3 separate regions of the Mus musculus genome follow, and regions 1 and 2 are each linked to region 3. Evidence: chromatin contacts called from public Hi-C data. All regions are on one chromosome and are shown on one strand. Each heading gives the region's core, a stretch centred on a gene start, on an enhancer-like site or on the middle of the called end of the contact. The rest is flanking DNA. Distances are from core to core; before and after follow the strand shown. Region 1 overlaps Ehbp1 (EH domain binding protein 1). Region 2 has its middle 2.3 kb from the start of Gm51939. Region 3 overlaps Gm39609 (a long non-coding RNA gene).

The links. Hi-C and Micro-C count contacts between places; a contact is called where the count stands out from the background.
Region 1: a Hi-C map of liver shows a contact between it and region 3, with 2.0 times the contacts expected there. The contact joins two enhancer-like sites. A contact is called at or near these places in 1 of 15 datasets of contacts at CTCF or cohesin (the NIH/3T3 cell line), 1 of 484 Hi-C or Micro-C datasets (liver) and 1 of 115 datasets of contacts at active chromatin or transcription factors (vascular smooth muscle cells).
Region 2: a Hi-C map of liver shows a contact between it and region 3, with 2.8 times the contacts expected there. The contact joins two enhancer-like sites. A contact is called at or near these places in 5 of 484 Hi-C or Micro-C datasets (the HL-1 cell line, liver and uterus).

The regions. Positions count from the first base shown.
Region 1 is chr11:22,266,063-22,270,842 of GRCm38.p6, forward strand. The region is part of intron 2 of Ehbp1 (EH domain binding protein 1); the gene reads right to left. Among named protein-coding and RNA genes, the nearest start is that of Ehbp1, 18 kb to the right of the region's middle. Within about 2 kb of position 3,234, at least 10 of the 459 cell types and tissues checked have an H3K27ac peak or open chromatin away from gene starts, as enhancers often do. A contact at or near this core is called in liver, where this site is marked.
Region 2 is chr11:22,584,490-22,589,036 of GRCm38.p6, forward strand. No RefSeq gene overlaps it. Among named protein-coding and RNA genes, the nearest start is that of Gm51939, 2.3 kb to the left of the region's middle. Within about 2 kb of position 2,737, at least 92 of the 459 cell types and tissues checked have an H3K27ac peak or open chromatin away from gene starts, as enhancers often do. A contact at or near this core is called in liver and uterus, where this site is marked.
Region 3 is chr11:22,434,692-22,439,121 of GRCm38.p6, forward strand. All of the region lies in intron 2 of Gm39609 (a long non-coding RNA gene), which reads right to left. Among named protein-coding and RNA genes, the nearest start is that of Gm39609, 6.4 kb to the right of the region's middle. Within about 2 kb of position 3,015, at least 152 of the 459 cell types and tissues checked have an H3K27ac peak or open chromatin away from gene starts, as enhancers often do. A contact at or near this core is called in liver and uterus, where this site is marked.

The DNA of each region.
Region 1 (4,780 bases), core at 1,984-4,483, 170 kb before region 3:
GGTTGGACACACAGCTTGTCTCCACAATGTAGCTTGGAAGCCATAAGATAAACAGCTTTCTCTACCATGGATCTGTCTTTGTGTTGCCCTGCCTCACCTCAAGTTTAAAGTACCAAATCCAGCCACCCTTGAATTGAAACAGAAGCCCTAAGCTTATGTAAATCTTTCCTTGCTTAGAAGGGAAAAATAAAATGAAGGAGAAATAAAGACTTTCTTAAACAAAATTTGAAAAGTTATTTTTGTTTAAAGTGGGATCACTGGCTTTCAAGGTATGTTCAAGGAAAGTAGAATAGCACACATTTGAAACCAAAATTTACAAAAAGGAAAAAAGATGAAGGCAAAATAGAAACTTTTATTCTTAATTGGTTTAACAGGTGAGTTTATTCAAAACAATGTATTTAATTACATCTGCTTTTGTGATACATCTGCTTTTGTGATATGTGATACATACATATGTTCATAAGGACTTGTACATATGTAAAATGCCTGGCAGCAATGTTAAGAGGAATAGCAAAGAAGAATTAATATTTTATTTTATTCTCAAGTTCTCAGACTAGCTATGAAACATATGAAAGTGACCCTGGATTAGCTGGCACTGTGCACCGCTAACTCTAGATCCTGAAAAATGGGAAACAGAAGAACAGCTCTAAGGTAAAGGAGGAAAGAACCACCACAATGCTCAGTGAAGGTCAAACAGAGGGGCCAAAGAGGTGGCCAGGCGCTAGAGAATCTGGGGTCGATTCCAAGCACATGCATGGCTGCTAACAACCATCTATAACTCCAGCTCCAGGGGACCCAGTGCCCAGACAGTGTACAGACACACCTGGGGCAACACACTCATACACATAAAACAATAATTCAAGAAAATACATCTGACATAATCTGACACCTATTATATGATAATTAAAAAAAAAACAAGTTCACAGCTAACTTGGTATATAAAGAAACTTTATTTGATTACACACAGACACATATACACACACATACACACACACAGAGATGCACATACACACACAGAGAAGCATGCACACATGCACAGAGCTAGCATTATACTCAATAGATAAAACTAGGAACAAGGCAAGCCAGCCCCTATTGCTCTTCAACTCTGCAGGAAGTACTGTGGAATCCAGGACAATGGACAGTGATAAGGTTTCCATAGGGCAGATCACAGTTAGTGAGCTGGGTGGAGTCTTAGGGGCTCTTTGACCCCTACTGCACACACAGTGCTGACAATGCTTATAACTGGATTATTTTCTTCCAATGTGCATAATACATTAAACATAGGCTCCTTTCATGCTAAAAGAATGTCAAAATTACCCACCAAGTACTTTATTTCATCAAACTATCTTCTACTCTTCTCTGCTTGGCTGAAAATTACCCTTCAAAAGTTGAACTCAGTAGAAAGCAACATATTCATGTCTAATAACTATTATATCTATTCTGTTAGATACATTAGGAAACACCATAGGAAATGAGAAAATATAGCAAAATTCTTCTCCTTTATTCCTAGAAATTAATTGTTGAAGTCCTGTTCCTTTCTTTTAGGAAATGCTAAACTAAGTAATTTAAGTTATTTTACTTCAAGCAGTGCATAAAGGAACTTTACTTGTCTGCTCTCCACAGGAAGCACATGACCAGTCAGTAAAATCACTCTCTGAAAAGTTTAGTCAAAGGTAAGGAGAAATAAAATACACATGAAAGGATCAAAGGTGGGCTGGAGAGATAGCTCAGCCGTTAAGAGCACTGACTGCTCTTAACCTGAGTTCAAATCCCAGCAACTACATGGTGGCTCACAATCATCTGTAATGAGATCTGATGCCCTCTTCTGGTGTGTCTGAGGACAGCAACAGTGTACTTAATAATAATAATAATTACCATTATTATTATTAATAAATAAATCTTTGGGCCGGAGCAAGCGGGGTTGACCGGAGCAAGCAGGGAAAAAAAAAAAAAAGGATCAAATGTGGGGCTCCAAAATCAAACTTCACGGGCAGCACCAAATTAACCTTTAAAGAGAGACAGACCAAGGTAAGCCTTCCCCAGCAACTAGTTACACGCTCATAGTCTACCTTTTCTCCTTTCCAGTCTTCTTGGAATTGTTTTATTAAAAGAATAAAAAAGGAAACTTAATTATACTATCACAGAAGGCACAGAAATTTAAAAACCAAAATTATTTTACTCAGAATGTAAGATACATATAACCTTTAGGACCCATCCTGGCACATGAGTATCACAGTCAAATAATTACCAATCCAAATATATTTGAAATTCCTAAAAAGTTGGTGTTTCAGAAAGTATTTTTTCATGTTTAAATAATCCATGTCTTGCCAAAAAGACACATTATTTTTAAGATCATATCAAAGCTCTCAATCCCACAGTCTAAAATACATTTAAGTTTCTGTGCAAAATAAGAATGTCAGGGTACTATCCAACATAGGGATATAATTTTTCTCAAAAGTTTTAAAAATATGACAAATTAAGTATAAATTACACATTTGAGTTAAAGACCCTCAGTGAAAGAGAAGCATTATGGGCCATCTGGCATCGAAGCATGCTGAGTACTCTGACTGGGTAAGGTTGCCTAGAAACTGAAGCTGGCTCTACAGGTCAACTCCCATCTATAAAAATAATTCATTTCAGCTGGGCAGTGACAGCGCACACCTTTGTTCCAGCACTCTGGGGACAGAGGCAGGTGAATCTCTTGAGCAGAGCTACAGAGAGAAACCTGTCTCAAAAGAAACAATAAACAGATGAATAAATTATGAGGACTAAAGACTGAGAAACAGGGATGGACGTCAAACTATAGGCCTACTCTTTGTACCGTGACAATAATCCAAACTGCACACACAGCACCAAATTAATCTTTAAAGATAAGACAAAACAATCAGGAAAACAAGTGAGAGTCATTACACACAGAAAAAGTGTTTGACAAAATCCAATACCCCTTCATGATAAGAACTCTCAGCCAACCGGGAATAAAGGAAAACGTGCTCATCTTAGTAAAGAACATCTACAAACAAACAAAAACAAAACAAACAAACAAAATCTTACAGTTAACAGGAACTAGGGGAATAAACCTTTAAAAAGAATAGTTCTTACTTTGGAAAACACATTAAAAGTTCACTAAGTTATGAACAAACCTACCTGTGCTTCAGATTAAAGAGAAGCCCAGATTCTGAGACTAGCTGGAAAAGTAAGACATGCGCATTGTTCCCACAGAAGTGCAAACAGTAGCCTCACGTGCAGAAGTTTGGCAGACAACATTTAACCAAGTTACAGACATGAGCATCAGCAGTACCTGCTCAGTCATGTGACTTCTAACACACATACATCACACATACAAACCCAGGCAAGGTCTGAAGAACTCTAAGAGATTAAACAACGACACACATAACCCTAGACTGGTCTTACAAACAACAACAACAACAACAACAACAACAACAACAACAAAACTTTTTTTCTAAACAGAATTACTGGAATAATTAAGGACTCAAAATTAGGACAATAATAAATTAATCAATACCACTAGGTAAATGCTAATTTCCTAATAACTGTTGCTGGCTGAGTTTATTCATGAATGTTTAACTAGAGGCATGGGATATTTGAACTAGAGAATGGGATAGGTACATGCCTCCAGAATTTTATTAGTTCTGTGGTGGATTTGACATGTTCACACTTTTTTTATACTTCAAATAAACAGAACAAAATTCCTCTCCTTAGTACACGTGGGATTTAGTGACCAGTTTTTAGTGACTACTATATGGAAAGGCAAATGATTAACCTTACAGCAAAGAAATCCTGTAACTGGGGACATAAGCCAGTGCCAGAATGCTAACTACAGACAACAGACCGGAGGGCTACGGGAAGCATAAAGGACAGACACATTGGCACCTACTGCCGGCTCTCAAACCTTCTGGTTTTCAGGGACAATTTCTTTCTTCATAGATTCCCCAACCCCCAAGCCAAAGCAAGCACTGAGCCACTTGCTTACTACATAGTCAGGCCCAAACCACCTAAGAGGATGTTGGTCCCAAAAGCTCACTCATGTTGGCAATGGAAAACTTCTCAAACCCAGTCATCAGACTGGCCACTGTCTCCCTTGTATCCTGTTCCCCTCAGATTTTCACGACACCTGCTTTTTTTCAAAGTCCCAACTTTGCAAAAATGTAGAATTGTTGAAAGGAGTGCAGCAAACTAACATTAAAGCTGAACCAGTTAAAGATGCCTGCCACCAAGTCAACAACTTGTGTTTGTTGTGGGATCCCAAAGGAAGAACTGAGTCCACGAGGTCTCTGATCCCTACTCACGAATGCACTGCGCACACTCACACACACAAAAGCTGAACTTGCTCAAGCTTCTGTGTGGCACATTTTTAAGTATTTCTTTGGTACACCCTTTGAGTTCAGTGCAATATTCCTGGAGGCTGACACCACAGCGAAACCCAACTGCACATAAAGAATACTTCCAAGGAGAAAGAAAAAGGCAAAAGGCAAAGGGCAGAGCCAGGGGCAGTCCAGCTGCACCTGAAGTATAGCAACAATGTAGTATAGCAACAATGTAGTATAGCAACAATGTAGTATAGCAACAATGTAGTATAGCAACAATGTAGTATAGCAACAATGTAGTATAGCAACAATGTAGTATAGCAACAATGTAGTATAGCAACAATGTAGCGCTCGCAAATTCTCAACCTAAGTGAGCAAAAATCTCACCCTCAGCAATTTCTCAACAGCCTCTGCCTATATGGAAGAGAGCAACTAAAATCAGTCTTTAAATCAAT
Region 2 (4,547 bases), core at 1,487-3,986, 150 kb after region 3:
AACCAGCCAGCTGCAGACCCAGCTGTCAGCTCCCACCCCACCCCCACCCCCTTCCCACACACAAACGCATTCAGGGAGCCCAGCCAGCGTCCAGAGAACGTCGCTGTCACATCTCTTCCTTTTCTCCTCGTCACAATTGACAGGCTGGGGAGGGGAGGACACTGGGCTTGGGCTTGGCAGCAGGGTAGGAAGCTCCTGTTAACAGCCTGCTTTCCTGTTTATATGCAGACTGGCAAACTGTTAATTTCTCTTATGGGAGTGACAAACTGGGAGACCTAGGACTGGCGAGGAGAGGCGCGGGAACAGCAGGAGCGCTGTTGAAGCTGGGTCAAGAGGCTGGAAATGGGCGGGCAGGGAGCCCTTGCCTCCCTCGGGCCCACCACTGAGGATCTCTGCCCTTGGCTGTCCACACTTCCCCTGCTGTGCTGCCCCCACACAGTGCCCTTGGAGGCAGGCCATGAAGTCCCAAGGGACTGAAACCTATTTCACCAGAGTATCTGCTTAGGACCTGTGGGTTCCTGTCCTCTGCCAGCCAGCCGCAAGCAAACAGCCCTGATCTGGCTATCAGCAGAAACCATCGAGGGACTACACTCAGCTCAGCAGCCCCTTCCCATTGTTTCCCCCTGTCATCCTCATGCCTAGGTAGTGGCTCTCGATTCACTGCACAGGGACTTTACATAGTCCTTTACATAGGTGGGGCCAAGGCACTTGATCTTTTTTTTTTCCAAATGATTATGATGAGCAGCAGGGTAGAAAGATGATGTAAAGATAGGTTGTTGTTATTCATTTCATTATCATCGTTTTATAGTACAAAGACTGTTTCCAAGACCAGTGGGGTGGTAAATAAGGGCCAAGGATGAGTAGAAGGAGGAAATCACCTATCAGAGCCTCCTGCTAGGCTGAATGGCCAGGGTCTCCTTGTTAGCCTGTAGGCATAGGGGAGTGTTCTGAGATATGGGACATAAAGACCTGTGCTGGGCAACTCTATCAAGCTTCCAGCCCCAGAGCACTCCAATCTGCCCTCAGCCTGGTTTCCCAGGATCACAGAGCTTCTCAGAGGCAGGCACAGGGACCTTACCCTACTGTCTCACCACCTAGCTCCAGATTTATTGTCTCCTGTTGAATTCCGCTAAGGTCCCACCTGCTACCATCTTTGCAGGAATGCCACCAAGCTTCCTGGCCTGTAGAAAGACTCAGAGAGAAGAGCAGACTGTGGGTGAGCCCTGGGAGAGTGGTCACAGGCCATGGACATAAGACACTGTGACTGCAAACATTTTAGAGCTGTACTTGCCAGATGTAGGTCACATTTAAATATCCCTATACACCTAATTGTATTATTAAAGAAATGGACTTAAAAAAACCAACTATTTTGGAAGTTTTGATTACTATTAAAAGAAAATCAGGATTTTTCTTTTCTTTTCTTCCCCCCACCCCCTTTTCTTGATTTCACACGGAAGAAGTAAAGTAAGGATCTTTCTGAGAGTTCTTGAGACCTGACAGGTGGCTCATCCAAAAAACCACCAATGAAGGCCACTCCTTTCCAACAACCTCTCTGTCTTCAGTATGACAACCCCAGGCCACTGAAGTTCCCAATCCTTCTGTACACCTGCCGTGAGGTGCCCACCTCCACCCCCACTTCTACACTTTCTGAAGTGATCAGCCTAGGTCTAGACCTCTCCCTTAGTACACGTTTCCAAAGCAAGCAAAAGCTTTCCCACACAACCAAGCATGCCTTTCTGATCCCTTTTGGATGTTAACAGATAACTAAGTCCGTTCCTTTTCTGCTATGTTCTCTGTCTACTGGGCTCCAGCCCTTGCTTCCTGAAACTGTCTGAAAATGTGTGGCCATTGTCTGTCCACCTGCTCATCACCATGCACCATCACAAGGTATGGGTGTGCCCAATGTGTGCTAGGATAGGTATGAGGCAGATGTCTAGTCAGCAAAAGACCCTCAGAAGGCCGTGACACTCCCAGCAGCTGGCCCGGTGGGGACGGGGTGGAGTTGGACTGGTTCTCTGACATGCTGTCCCTAGTGCTGTGTAGGGAGACATCCTTCTGGAACTCTCAGGATTGAAGGTTGTCTATTGCCCGTGCTGCCAGCTCTACTATATTTGCAACTTGGTAGGTCCGTGTTCAGGCAGAACCTGGAGTCTGCTACCTGGGTCTGGCTGTGAGGCAAGCCAGTGTTTGGTTTTTCATCCAGAAAGGGAACTTGGTGGTAGCATCTCAGCCCACCAAGGGGATCCTGTTTAAGTAGTTAGGGCCTGGCATAGCATGATGATGCCCGTTTTGCCTAACGACCTTTTGATGGAGAAGGCAGGTCTGAAAAGGTTGACTTTCTTTGCAATTCTGGGCTAAGGCTCAGTGCTAAGAACACATACCTGCATTCCACATAGCGTGCATGATCCTCACTGTAATAGCTGAGATCTTAAAGTTCTGAGGCCAGCCCTGTAAGCAACCTGAAGCTGTAAGACTAGGAATTCCAGGTATGCAAAAGACCCCAGATACGACCTCCCACCTGCAGAAGTGCACATCCAAAAAAAAAAAAAAAAAAAAGTGGTTTTTGCCTTTAAAAGCCACTCCTCCTTTTTGCTGGACCTCAGTCTCCAATCCAAACAAGGCGACTGGTCAGCTGCAGCTTAAATAAAATTTAACCAAGTTAAATTCAGTAAAGCTGGGCAGTGGTGGCACAAGCCTTTAAAGAACTTGGAAGGCAGAGGCAGGCAGATCCTGAGTTCTCGGCCAATCAGGTCTACAGAGTGATTTCCAGGACAGAGAGACCTTATCTTGAAACACTCAGTACTGCAGATTGCTACCCTCTACAGTCTGTTTAGCATGTTTAGTGGGTTTTAATATGTTAGTCTAGATGCCTCTGTGTGCTTCTTGTCAGGGTCTTGACACCAGTAATTCTGTTGTGAGCATTTTCTCAATTTGCCAAAGATGTCTAATGTAATTCTTGGCATCCATTGGGTGACACACTAGAAACTGGAAAAATCCAAAATCAACCACCCCATTGCCCAGTGGTATGTTAATTAATATCATATAATATTAATCTAGAAATATTTTGAGTGGATAGACCAGACAGCAGACCAGACCAAGGTGGTTCCACATGGGAGAGGTTTGGGGGCAGCGAAGCAGGTAGAAGGGCAGAGAAAAGGAAAAAGAGAGAAAGGAAGAGGTGACTTCCTAATTTATATAGAAAATGATGTCATGCCAGTGAGGGTGGGAACTGAGCCAAATGGGTTGTGGGATTGAGGGTCGTTGTCCTGGCAACGCAGGTCAAGGGTCACATTGTTAGGCCGAGGCTTGGAGTGTCCTGGTACTAACACCCAGTGCCCAGAAATAACCCTGAAGAGTCCCTGATGGTCCTGGAATTTTGGTCAACTGGAAAAGGAGGTTGTCAGCTAGCAGATCTTCCAGCCCTAAGCTCAGTCAGCTCTGTGAGGCTTGGAGTAAATCCAAATAGCTTTATTTGGGAGCCAGACAGGAAAGGTTCCAGCCAGACCCAATGAGTACACATCCTTCACACACTGGGTTTATTCTTTAGTAGTGAACTAAAATCGTTCTGAGCCCAATGTCTGCAGGAATAAAATGGACAAGGACTGTGAAGGAGCTGTCGTGTGGGCTGCAGGCCCTGAGGCTCTGCCGAGGCTTCCCATGGCCACGTCTTTTTACTAAAGAGGACTATTTGTGGAATCATTTGGATCCCACTGACAGTCTGGCACTTTTGCTAGAAAATGTACAGAGCTCTCTTTGAGACAGGATCTTGACATGGCCCTGACTGGACTGGAACCTGCTGTGTGGAGAGGCTGGCTTCAAGCTGATGGCAAGCTTCCTGCCTCTGTCTTCCAAATGCTGGGATTACAAGGTACACCACACCTGACAGCCCTGCAAAGGTTAGCTTGTTCTATGCAAATGTTTGAAAAGCCTGCATAAATAATCAATGAGCCAAACTATCCCCACATTCCATAAAGAACTCCAAATTCCTCCAGATTTCCTGAAAGAAAAAAAAATCTGTACTCCCTCCATATCCTCAGTTACCCGATGCTGGGGCTAAAACTTCACCAAGCTCTGCTTAGGGGCCTGGGGCTTCAGACTGCTCCACCCCCACCCCACCCCAACCCCCTCCAGCACCCACTCGCCCCTCCTCTCTCCCATGTCTGTGGAATGCCAGGATCCTGGACTCTGTGTCCTGATAGGATTAAGGCATGCTGATGAGGCTATGTATCCCTCTGCCAGATGGACTGAAAGGCTATGGGCTGACCACAATCAGCACTTGGAAAAGGAGCCCAGCCATTAAATGCTTTTCTGCAAGCAAGTTGTCAGCAAACAGCAGGAAGCCCAGCCCCATGTGCTGGGCACAAGATCCTCCCTTCTCCTAGACACCGGACAAGTCCTGTCCTTCCAGACTCAGCCCCAGCTCCATGCCCATCATCTATGCCTTTCAAATGAATTTATTGAATGACTCCTTGTTAGGTTTCAAACCAGGACAGATGGCTGAGGAGTCTATTTACATAGCAAAGCAGACCTGGCCTCCAGACTTTCCC
Region 3 (4,430 bases), core at 1,765-4,264:
TTTACTATTTGGTGGAAAAGACAAGAAAAGGAGAGCTCTTATAATGTGGGGCACATGGGTTCACAAAGAAGGTATCTCTAAATGAAATAGGACCAGTTAATAATGACAATAATTTCAAGGATTGGGTAGCTTTAAATTAGACATTTAGAAGCTTTTTTGAAGAAGAAAAAAAAAAGCATTAACTCCTTACTTGGTCCACAAGGCTAACAACACAGAGTTGTCACTGGCCTTAACCTATATTCACCTTGGATTCTAGAAAGAGCAAAATTCCACAGGACAAACTCACCTCTCCTACCGTGAGGATATTTACCTACAGGGTGAGACTGCTATCTGGGCACAGGAGTCATCTTGTAGCAAGCACCATGCTCCCTTGAGGATGACTGGTGAAGAGACTTAACAATTCATGGACCACCTTCAGTGGTGGGCAGGATGGGGTGGTATCTCGACTAGGACTGCTTGATTATGTTCACCTCTCTCCCTTTACTTAAATCGAGTGGATGTCAGCATCCCAAAGATGGACTAGGCTCACTGGACCCCTTTATCTCTTCTTCCCAGTGTGGACACAGTGAATACATCTTTTCACAGCTCCTTGACTAGAAAGTGGGGACAGGTAGCTAGGCATGCCTGTTAGGATGGCTAGAGGTGAGAAAAGCTCTTGTACTGTGGTGGTTTGAATATGTCTAGACTATGGGAAGTGCCACTATTAGGAGGTGTGGCCTTGTTGGAGTAGGTGTAGCCTTGTTGAAGGAAGTATATCACTGTGGGGGTGAGCTTTGAGGTCCTGTGCTCAGACCCCACCCAGTATGTGGAAGAGAATCTCCTACTGCTGCCTTTGGATCAAGATGTAGAACTCTTGGATCCTCCAGCACTGTGTCTGGCTAGATGGTGCCAAAGTCAGCCCCAACTTTAGCAATCAATCAGGTGAAAAGAGGCCTCTGAGCAAAAGCCACTAGTAGCTATCTGGAGAATGGAAGGGAAGGATGGGATGGATGGATGTTCCCACATCGCTGCCTCTGCCCTAGCTTTCCACTGCTATTTTGTAAGGAAGAAGTGTTTGATGATTGGCTTATCAGAGGCAGGAAAATCTGAAAGCTATGGCAACATACCACTACATATAGTACAGAATTTAACTGTATGAGAGTTCTTGAACTCTGAACAAAGAGAGAAATCCTTCCTGTCCTTTATGACTCCAAGTAACTAGGGTCTTAACAGAGAAATCATGTGTATGTGACCCTGTGACATGCAGAATTCTCTTAAGGAACCCCATAAGATGATGTGTTCCTGATTTGCTCATATAAGAGGTTCTCATAAATGTCTTATTCCATACCTGAACTACTAGTTTCCTTTCTAGTTGTTTGTATCAGGACCTCCAAAACCTGTGACATCACATAAGCGAGACATGCAGACCTGTTGCCAAGGCAACAGCCACCATATTCCCAGAATCCACTTGGCTCACTTCCCACCTTTACCTGTGTTACATTATCACCTATACATAAAGAAAGCCCCCCCCCCAATCTCTCTTTCTCTCTTTCCCCCTTCTCTGCCACCACCTTGCTCCTCTCTCTACCAATAAACCTCACATGGAACTGTGTGGCCTGGTGTGGTCCTTCTGAAGCCCCGAGACATTCAAGATCACAACACTAGTCGCTGTGATAAAATACCCTGAAAAGGCCACTGAGTGAGGAAGGGTTCATCTTAGTTCACAGTTCCATGTTATATGGTGATTGCTACAGGGAAGTCACGGCAGTGAGAACTTAAAATAGTTGATTATGTCATATCCACAACCAAGAGCAGAGAGAAATGGATGCATATATATACTCTCTGCTTATCTTCTCCTTGTTTGTACAACCCAAAGCCTAGAGACAGGAAAGAGTGTCACCCACACACCATTTAGGCTGGGCCTTCACACATCAATCCCCCAATCTGATGGATAGATAGTCCCTCATTAAGACCCCCTTCCCAGGTGATTCTCCATTGCATCCAATTAGTATTTAACCATCACAGGGACACCATATACCTTTGGAGGTGGCTCTCTAAGGCATGAGAGGAGCTATCTGCCATTGGTAATACTCTAAGAAAGACTCTGACCCAAATTTTCCTCTAGCATTGATCCCTGTTTCAGCCACCAAATTAAGTCTCTAACCAAATGAGTCTGAAGACAGCAGGGGCCAAACAAAAGCAATGTTATATAGACTTTCTGAAGAAACTGAGAAGCAAACCTAGAAGTGCTTCGTTTTTACATTTTTCTAAAACCTTTTTTTTTTTTTAATCACTGTTTTTGAAATGTCTAATTTGAAATGTGTGAGTGTGAACATTTGGGGGCTTGAAGTTTTGCCTATAACGGATGTTCCCACTTTCTTTTCTCTCTCTCTCTCCTCTCTCTCTCTCTCTCTCTCTCTCTTTTCTCTGTTGTTGTTGTTTCCTCTTTAGCTGCTGACTTTTTAAAGTTGGTTTTTTTTTTCATTTTTCTTTATTGCACATGCTCACATGCATGACTTTCAATATCAGCTACCTTTCCTTGATCAATCTTCCATTGCTTCTGGAGCTAGGATCTCTCATTGAACCTGTAGCTCTCCCATTTGCCCAGCCAGGCTGGCCAATGAGCTTCAGAAATCCACCTATCTCTACCCAAACCCCAAGGCTGGGGTCACAGGCACTCAGCAGCACACTGGATTAATCTGTTTCTCAAGAATAATTTGGATTCAGCTGTCTATCATGATACATTCAGTACTGTTAACAAATGTGTTTTCATAGGTGGATAATGAACAAAGAAACAATTTAGGGTTTCTTTCTGGGTCTTTGCTAAGAATAAAGTGATTAAGAGTTTAAATCCCAGCTGACACAGGCAGTTCTATATTCAGTCAACACGAATTTGTTCTTTGTTTGATGAGGGAAACTACAGGAAAAGCTTGGAGTACTCTGTTCTTGCCGTTCCTTGTGGTGTTTACACAGCCCCAGAGCCAGAGGCAGCAGGAGTGAGTCAGACAGCAGTCGCCTATCACGTGCTGAGCATTACAGGACAGTCTGACTGGGGACAAGGCTGCTGGAACTCCACCACCTGCTGGACAGACCAGAGGGAACAGCAAAGAAACGACCCAAAACTGCCAGTTGACAGCAACTGGTCCTCTGAGGAAAGGATTTTCACTTCAACCAGGACATTTTTCTCCTTCTTGCGTGAGAAGTATTCCACCACACGTAATCTAGGGGAAGCGGAGAATGGGGCGGTCTTCAGCTACCAACAGCAGCAGAAAACCTCCCATATTTTTCAAGCATGACAGAGGAAAGGTTAGAATGGACTTTAACCAGTAGGTCCCTGGTGCCTGCCAATGCTCTGCAAATATAACCCACACACACTGCCAATATTAATTCAGCAACAGTTTTTTTGAGTAGCTGATCCCTGTGGCAGCTGTGAACTGGGGCAGCCGCCAAGAGTACTGGAATTACCTGAGAGACATCCCAGAAGCCCAGGGAACAGTGCAAGGGTGGAGGTGGGCAAGCCCATTATTTAAAGGCTTAGCAGCTAAATTGGAAGATCTGTGACCCCCCATCCTTAGATTTAAAGGGACAACACAGACTAGCTAGGGATTCTGCTATTTAAAGGTATAAAAAGCCCCAAAACAGATATCCCAGGCTACTCATGGGAACATAACAATGTCATCTTTTAAATATTTTTCTTTCTGCCTGGGATGTGTGGGGCATACAAAGTGGAATCATAAAAATTAAAAAGTTACTCTAATCCCTTAGAATTCATAGCTTTCCCTTATTTTACCCTCCTGTGCCTGGAAATGGGTCTTTAACCTTCTTTACGAATGAAGGCACTGGCTCTTGGGGCTGCTCAAGGCTATCCAGTTAATAAGTGACAGAAATCACAGATCTAGGTCTGACCCTAAGCCAGTAACCTTTCTTGGTGCTTCACTTCCTTCACAGAGATGAGGTGAGTGTCCCTCCCACACTCTCAGCAAAGAGGCCCTGTCTAGATACAGAAATTACCTGCTGTGCCTGTAAGTGACTGCCTTCACTGCTTTTCTACCACAAGACATTGCTCACACTGTCCTCCTTATGCAATGGCTTGCTGTGACTGTGGAGTAGTTTTATTGTTTTGTTTTGATTTTGATTTTTTTTTTTTTCTGTTTGGGATCACACTGGCCAGCTGGCTCATGTTCAGACCAAGCCATCCAACTGTGCTTGACTGAGAGGCTGTAGTCCCCACTCAACAAACACTCTGAGGTTACTGTAGTCACTTAAGCCAAGGTTATCCAGTCAGTCTGTGGGTATTTAATAAGCACCACTACCTTCCTCTGGGCCAGCCTCTTCTCTCCTCCACCATATGTGTGGGGTTTCTCCAAACATGATTCAGATCTAGTCACTCCTCGCCTTAACAGCGCCCCTGCATCTTCGCAGTGAAGATAAGACTTGTCACTCAGGTCTGC